Linked DNA regions of Zea mays: region 1 is linked to region 2. Evidence: chromatin contacts called from public Hi-C data. All regions are on one chromosome and are shown on one strand. The core of a region is the stretch at or near the end of the contact, and the rest is flanking DNA. Distances in the headings are between cores, read along the strand shown. Region 1 holds the start of LOC103629111 (probable protein phosphatase 2C 77). Region 2 holds the start of LOC100281578 (chloroplast outer envelope protein 86).

Region 1 (3,462 bases), core at 387-2,886, 740 kb before region 2:
CATCTTAAAGCGGCCCGAACCTGTACATCATCGTCTACTATTTCTCGTGCGCCCAGCACGAACCATCGAGCTACAGTCGGTAACACCGTCCTATTCCTAAAAGCACCTTGGGGGGTAACCCTGGGTGCGCGGTCGGACCCGAAACACCGACAACGACTGTGATTGAAGACTTCTATCGAGGATCCAACGACTCGGCCTTCGTCCGGGCCATACTTCAAAAGGCGCTGCCCACCTTCGAACAATTGTTCAGGGAAGCCGACATTTACATCACCGCGGATGAGCGGGCCTAGGACCTCATCGAATGTTGGAGACTGAGCCATCGGAGTGAAAGATGTCACTTGGTTTTCTAACGGTCCCCTACCTGACACACCAACTGTCGTGGTTTCAGAAACTAGGGGACAATAATATCTGTGTTCGGTGGGGGATGCTAGCGCGGACTCACTCCAAATGATGAATCGTTGGGACTCGATCCTAGGGTTTGAGACAAAGAGTTTATACTGGTTCAGGCTTACGCCCTAGTCTAGTGTTGTGTTGATCGTAGTATTGCCTTAGAGTGTGTCACAACTGCTATGTGTGTGAGAACCTTTTTATAGTTCAAGGGTCAACCTTACAGGTGAGACATGTTCTCTATTGGTATGGGGGCGATCTGTTCCCCCCTGGGTTGATGTAATGTCCCTTACGTCGTATGTGGTGTCGTGCGTAGCCGTGCTCCCAGTATGGCGTACCACCGTGCCCGTCTGCCATACGGATCCCTGTAGCGAGTCTGTTGCTAATGTCTTCATAGTGGTGCGCGGCGGGTCCCACGGACCAGTCTTATGGAGCGCCGTGCGAAGCGTGGCTTCTTCAGTCGTCATGAGCCCTGTATCATCTTCCGTCGTGCGTAGACATACACCCAGTATGGCGTATCGTGACGTCCTTTTCCGGTATGCGGGTCAATGTAGAGACTTCGGTACTAAGGTCCCCTATGACCGGGGTTGACTGGCCCCACAATGTGGTGGGGGGATACATTTGAGACCGTACGCGGGGGCGTCAAGTCATGTCGACAGGGACCTCTCGACACACCTTCAGTGTGTCGCATGTATGTTTGGACATGGCCTAGGGATGACGCGTCTTGTCGTAGCTGATGTGGATCAGTAGTACTAGATTAGGTCATCCGCCTCACCGAGTTGCTTGCTCTGTCAGGAGTTGGTCAGTCGTTCCGCCTCGCGCGGGTATCTGATCGGTCGCGTGGGTACTTCGTGTCACTGGGTTGCTCGACAGAGGTCGGGTTAGGTGCTCCACCTTGCTGAGTTGCTCGGCGAAGGTTTGGTCAGACGCTCCGCCTCGCTGAGTTGCTCGGTTGAGGCTTGGACGATAAGTGAGCCGTTAAAAGGTCATCAGCCTACTTCAGGTACACGGTTTCCGGTACCCGAAAAAACTAAAACCAGCTAACCTATTTTTTTAAAATGATTTTGTTCGTTGTATCCTATGGAGCACCGGAGAAAGATGAACCTAATAGAAACGCTTCACACACAGTCACACACAAACAAAATTGATTGCACCTGCTCGCGCCCGCGCTCGCCGCTCGATTCAATCCTTGGATATAAAAAAAAACTGTAAAATTTGACCGGTCAACCTGATGACCCCTTCTCTCGGTCTCGGATCCTTTCCTTCCCGCCTACTACCTATATATAAACGTACTACGTAACCAAACCCCGTCCAACCAAAGCCACTACGCTACGTACCTCCGCCAGCTTCTTTCAACCGCCCCCCGCAGGAATAGTAGCACACCTAATCCAAGAAGAAGCGCATCGGGTTCGGGTCCTCCAGCCGACGTACGGTCTCCGTTTATCCTGCCGCCGGATCGGAGCGATGCTCCACGGCGCCAGGTTCCTGTGCTCTGCCGTCGCCCGCCTCGCGCACGCGCTCATCCGCAGCATCCTCCTCCTCATGCCCCTCTGCTCCCCGACGTCGACCTCAGCGATCCCCGCGCCAACATGGCAGCAGCCGGCGAGGGCGGCGCCCTACATGAAGGTGCACCCGGCGGGCCCGCTGATGGCTCTCGACGACCCCAAGGACCAGCTGACAGCGCTGTCGTCGTCGGCGCAGCCAGCGGTCGTCGTCGTTGTCCCGGCGCTCAAGCATCAGCAGCCTGCCGAGAGAGTTGCGGAGACGAAGACGGCCAAGGCGGCGAGGGGAAGGCCGACCAGACTTGCCATACCGCCGCCCTTGCCCTGCGCTCCCGGGGTCGACCCGTTCGGCGCGGTGGAGGCAGAGTTGGCCACCGAACTGGAAGTGCAGGGCGAGGGCTTCTGCCTGGCGAGCAGGAGAGGGGTCAGGCACGCCATGGAGGATGGCTATGGGGTTGTCATCACTGATCACGGAGCCTCCCAATTGGTACGGTACGCGCATTTTATCAGCTAGCTCGATCAACTAACCTGCCTAGGTGTTCTAACATCTAACCTGCCTAGGTGTTCTGAATGGTCTAGTTTCTTTTCCAAATGAAAATCATACAAGAATATATCTGACGAACAACGACACGGTGTGGAAGAAATCTACATTTTCTGGATAAATTTCCATGGCTAGTGCTTATTAATTTCGTGATCATCGATCTTGTAAAAACTATAAATTCAATCAATCAATGATACTGATACGGTAGTTTGACCTCATATTAATTTTTGGGATTGAAAAATATAAAAACACTCAAATAAGTGCATACTAGTCTACATATGTATGACTTGTGTGAAATATACACACTCTAGTTTAATAGTTACAATGTATACCATGATCCATTTAAGAATAATTCATCAATAATTAAAACTGAAGAAACCAACTGTGATATCCTGGCCCCTGGGATGGTGATGTCCTGATCCAAGGCTTAATAAAATTTAAAAAATATTCATACCAACAAGATGCATCTTCTTTTTCGGAAGCCTATTTCGAAAAAACCTCCAAGTTAAGTGTGCTTGGCTTGAAACAATTTGGGATGAGTGACCGACCGAAAAGTTTTCTCGGATGCGCATGAGTGAAGACAAAGTGTGCACAAAAAACCTATGTTGGTATGTGAGGATGATATATAATCGTAAAGAGCTGACAGAAGTAAGTACCATCGGTACAGGGATTGAATGAGGTGTTACACCAACATGGCTTTGTAGTATTTTGTTTAATTAATAGGATACAGTTAGCGGTTCATCAATTACCATAGTAAACATACATGTACGGATTTTAAACTCTAAACTCAAGTTGAATGCCGTCAATATTAAAAAAACAAAATTATATATAGCATATGGAATTAATTGTAACTCTTAATAATTAGCTTCTCATGCATGGAGCACTCTTTTGTATTATTCTTATTATGCAAAAGCAACGCAACTAGCTCTTATTTAAGAAACTACTATAGCTAGACGACGAAAGCGAGAACGAGTCCATTGCTTAGCTGCGAAACATCCAAAACATAAAATGTATTTAATTTTTTCCCCTCTC
Region 2 (3,655 bases), core at 691-3,190:
GCTGCACCACATTCTTGCAGTAACGCGTATAAGTATCATATTCCAATGGGTAACCATCTGGTCCTTCAGGAGGAGATGAGGAACAGTGAGTCATTACAAGGACAGTATTGAACCACATTGGAGACCCCAATATGTCAGTCATAAGCTTCAGCAGTGGGTAATCACTGTATCTGCTGTTAATATGGTCCAAACGCTCAAAGTATAAGATGATATCAGGTGGGGATCGCTTAATGAAGTGCTTGACAGAATTCAGAATCTTCATGTTCCTCCTTTGGCCATGGTAATGAGACACCAGGCCAGGTGTGTCGATGACTGTGACTCTTATTCCTTTAATTGTTCCTTCAATTTTCTTTATCCTATGAGTAGCAGGAACCAGAGCATCAGTAGCAACCTTCCTCTCATCAAAAATTGAATTTATTGTGGCACTCTTTCCCACACCAGACTTCCCCAGAAGAAGGATTTGCATTGAGACATCCAGATCAGGCCCACCCGGTGCTTCCTGCTGTGCTGCTATAACCCTAGCTTTGTTGATAGCTAGGTTTGTTCTCCTTGCATCTGATTCACTGGCTTTAATCAAATTTGCAAGCTGCAATCTGTACAGAACCTGTGCAACTACATCAGCACTGGGAGACACTCCAGTCCTGTATACTAACCGCAGAAACTTGATTTGAAGCGCCTCGACTTTCATCAGTGGATCTGACTTCTTATTATCATCATCTTGTTGAACAATACCAGAATAAATTGCACCACTACCAGAGTTGGCTGTGACCTCTGACGCCCGCATATCATTAGAAGAAAATGTATTGGCAGTAACAGTATCTACAAAGTCATTGTGTGCTGTACCTGAATTATAACATTCATTAAGCAAGCCACATTAAAATTATTAAGAACAGGAGGATAAAAAATGTATCATAGAATTTAAAATATGCCCACATGTGATGAAATTAAAAATGATAATTAGCAAGAGGGTCCTTGAGGACAGTATAGGACACATCAGGATGTAGCTGACAGAAAAAAAGAAGCAATAATTTTTTTTTGGTTAAGAGCACATCATGGGGTTGCAGTAACACATACAACGATGGAAGCTGAAAAACCAATGTGTTCGCTTTGTCCGTTAGACGTAATGATTAGTATGACATGCTAAATTCCCAATATAATAGTAAAAGCCCTATCCCTACAAAAAATCCTAAAACATGCTAAAAACCTAATATGAATAGCCAAAAGATTAAGCCAAGCACATTGCCAGACCAACCCGGAAAGGCAAAAACCCTCAGTCCCATCGCAAGCACACTAGCCTCTCCTGCAAGCCCCAGTAATTAGGCCCGTGTGATGGGAATGGCGAATAAGAATGACATGCAATAGGCCATCTGGTCAATTTATCCGGTTCCATATCATATAACTGAGGGCTAGGTTTTAAGCCTAACAACATCAAGACTATTTTCAGCAACAGCAGACTAGACTACAAGATGACATTTCAGAGAAACAAAAATTCCAAGTCTATAACCATGGGGAACGCCGTTGTTGAAAACAACAATCACCAGGGAAAGGGAGCGCACCATGAGCATCACCCTCGGAGGCGCCGTCATCAGCACCGGGGGAAAGCGCGAACGGCCTGGCGGACAGCAGCGAGGAACCGAGCCGGTACGAGATCCAGTCCCTGAAGTTCATCAGCATACTTCACCTGCAGAGGGGGGTAGAAGAAAATCAGAGAACAAATCTGCCCCAAGTTAAAGAGCGAGGAAACCCCAATCTTTCACCCTCCTCCCCGTTCTCCCACTTCACCTCGTAGCGGACTGCCGAATCTCCCGTATAATAAAACCAAGCAGGGACATCGCAACTGGCCCGAGCTCGACGTACCTGACCGGAGCCCGACAAGAACGCTGCGGCGGCGTTGGGAGAAGACGAGGAGAGGATGTTGAGATGCGGTGGGTCTATTCGTTTATCCCCTTTTTTGCGTGGCTGGCTCAACCGAGCGAGTTTATTGCTATTACAGTTTGGCTCCTCCATAAAAGTTTATTGCTATTGGCTCCTCTCTTTTAGTATAATTAAAATCTATTGTCTATTATCTATGTCTATTACTACTCTATAAGAGTCAATTACTACTCTATAAGAGCTTAACAAGGACGTCCATAGGGATACCATGCTAGGTCCACCTTACGATACCCCTGTCGCAACCTACCTCTCGCGCCTGCCTGTCGTCCTCCCCCGTCTCCCTGTCGGCCCTCGCCGCTCACCTCATCGCTTTTTATGATTTTCTCGCTCCTGCACCCCTATCCTTCGCTCCCTCCTCCCCCCCCAACGCACGCGCATCGACGAGGACCGGCAGCCGCGCAGCAATCCGCCGCCGCCACTCACTACAAGGAAGCCTGGGCGCGGAGGCGCGTCGCGGTCGCCGCCCTACTCCTCGCACTCGCCTACGCCGGGGGGGGGGGCTGCTCATGTTCTTGCTTGACAAGAGGCTATCCGCTGACTCCGTGGGCGAGGCGGTGACGGGAGGCCCGTGCCTGGCAGTGACGGTGGCCTCCTCCGTCCGTCCCCGCTCCCTCCCCAGCCCCGCGGACGTGCCCCCTCACGCTTAGCCTGGGTTGGTGTACCGCAACCACCTTGTGTTCGAGCGCCTCTAGCCGGCCATTCTCATATATCTTATTTAACAATCAGTACTTCTCCAATGCTCAAGAGATCAATTTACTCTTAAGTAGCAAACTGTCTCATAGTTGTATACTTTGTCAAACAAGGAATCTAATGCTTGTAGTTTAAGCTTCTTTTTGTTCCAAATAAGCAGGCTTTGAATAAAATCACCTGGAAGTTAGTCAGTAAACTTCTGCTATTTATTTTATTTTTAAATAAAAAATTTAGGCCTTATGACTTCCCTCGCAATGTGTTCACATGCAAATTACCTTATTGCATTGCCTACTTTTGTCCGTTGTGGGAACCAACCTTTGATCATTTATCAAATGATTTTGCTTTTAACATTAACAAATTATCGTTTTCCATATGCAGCTAATGACATCACATTACCGAAATTCTGGGGACCCATGGGTGCCTTGTGTCAACAGTAGGCTGCCTAGATCAGGTACCATTTTGAAACCTGTGTACGGTTTCATTTCTTAATAACTGGCCGAACATAAATAGCCAAGGCATGGGTATTGTTGGTGCCGATCTAGGCGCCAATCACTGCGTTGAGAACCGGCGGCGGTGCTCTCTGCGGAGGCGCGGACGGTCCGCGGCCAGGGGCCGAACGGTCTGCGACCTGGCGCAGGGCTCGGTTCCCTGCCTGACGGGCTGGACGGTCCGCGCCTGGAGGCCGGACGGTCCGCTCGTGCGTAGTGGTGACGGAGTTCACCGGCAACGCCTGGATCTCACTCCCGGGAGGGACCCCGTCGGGGAGGAGAGATCCTAGGCTTATCTAGGGTCGGCTGGCCATCCTAAACACCTCTAATCGACGTAGAGCTAAAGAGAAGCAGATAATTTGGGGTAGGGAAAGGCTAATCTAGGGCTAAACTAGAACTACTCCTAATGCCTAATGTAAAAACGAGATGTAAACTGATTATTGATTCCATTGTTCATGTTTAATCGGTCGTAGTCCTCCACATATATATATATAGAGAGAGAGGGGAGGTCTGGATTCGTTACAATCCGTATCCCGAGCTAAATT

What was found. Hi-C and Micro-C count contacts between places; a contact is called where the count stands out from the background.
Region 1: a Hi-C map of ear shows a contact between it and region 2, with 2.7 times the contacts expected there. The contact joins the promoter of LOC103629111 here to the promoter of LOC100281578 in region 2. A contact is called at or near these places in 2 of 25 Hi-C or Micro-C datasets (ear and tassel).

The regions. Positions count from the first base shown.
Region 1 is chr6:27,481,552-27,485,013 of Zm-B73-REFERENCE-NAM-5.0, reverse strand. LOC103629111 (probable protein phosphatase 2C 77) reads left to right here and starts at 1,636. Exons shown (of 3, transcript XM_020540200.3): 1 at 1,636-2,376. The coding sequence starts at 1,852.
Region 2 is chr6:26,742,274-26,745,928 of Zm-B73-REFERENCE-NAM-5.0, reverse strand. LOC100281578 (chloroplast outer envelope protein 86) reads right to left here and starts at 1,940. Exons shown (of 3, transcript NM_001368322.1): 1 at 1,858-1,940; 2 at 1,557-1,681; 3 at 1-843. The coding sequence starts at 1,674.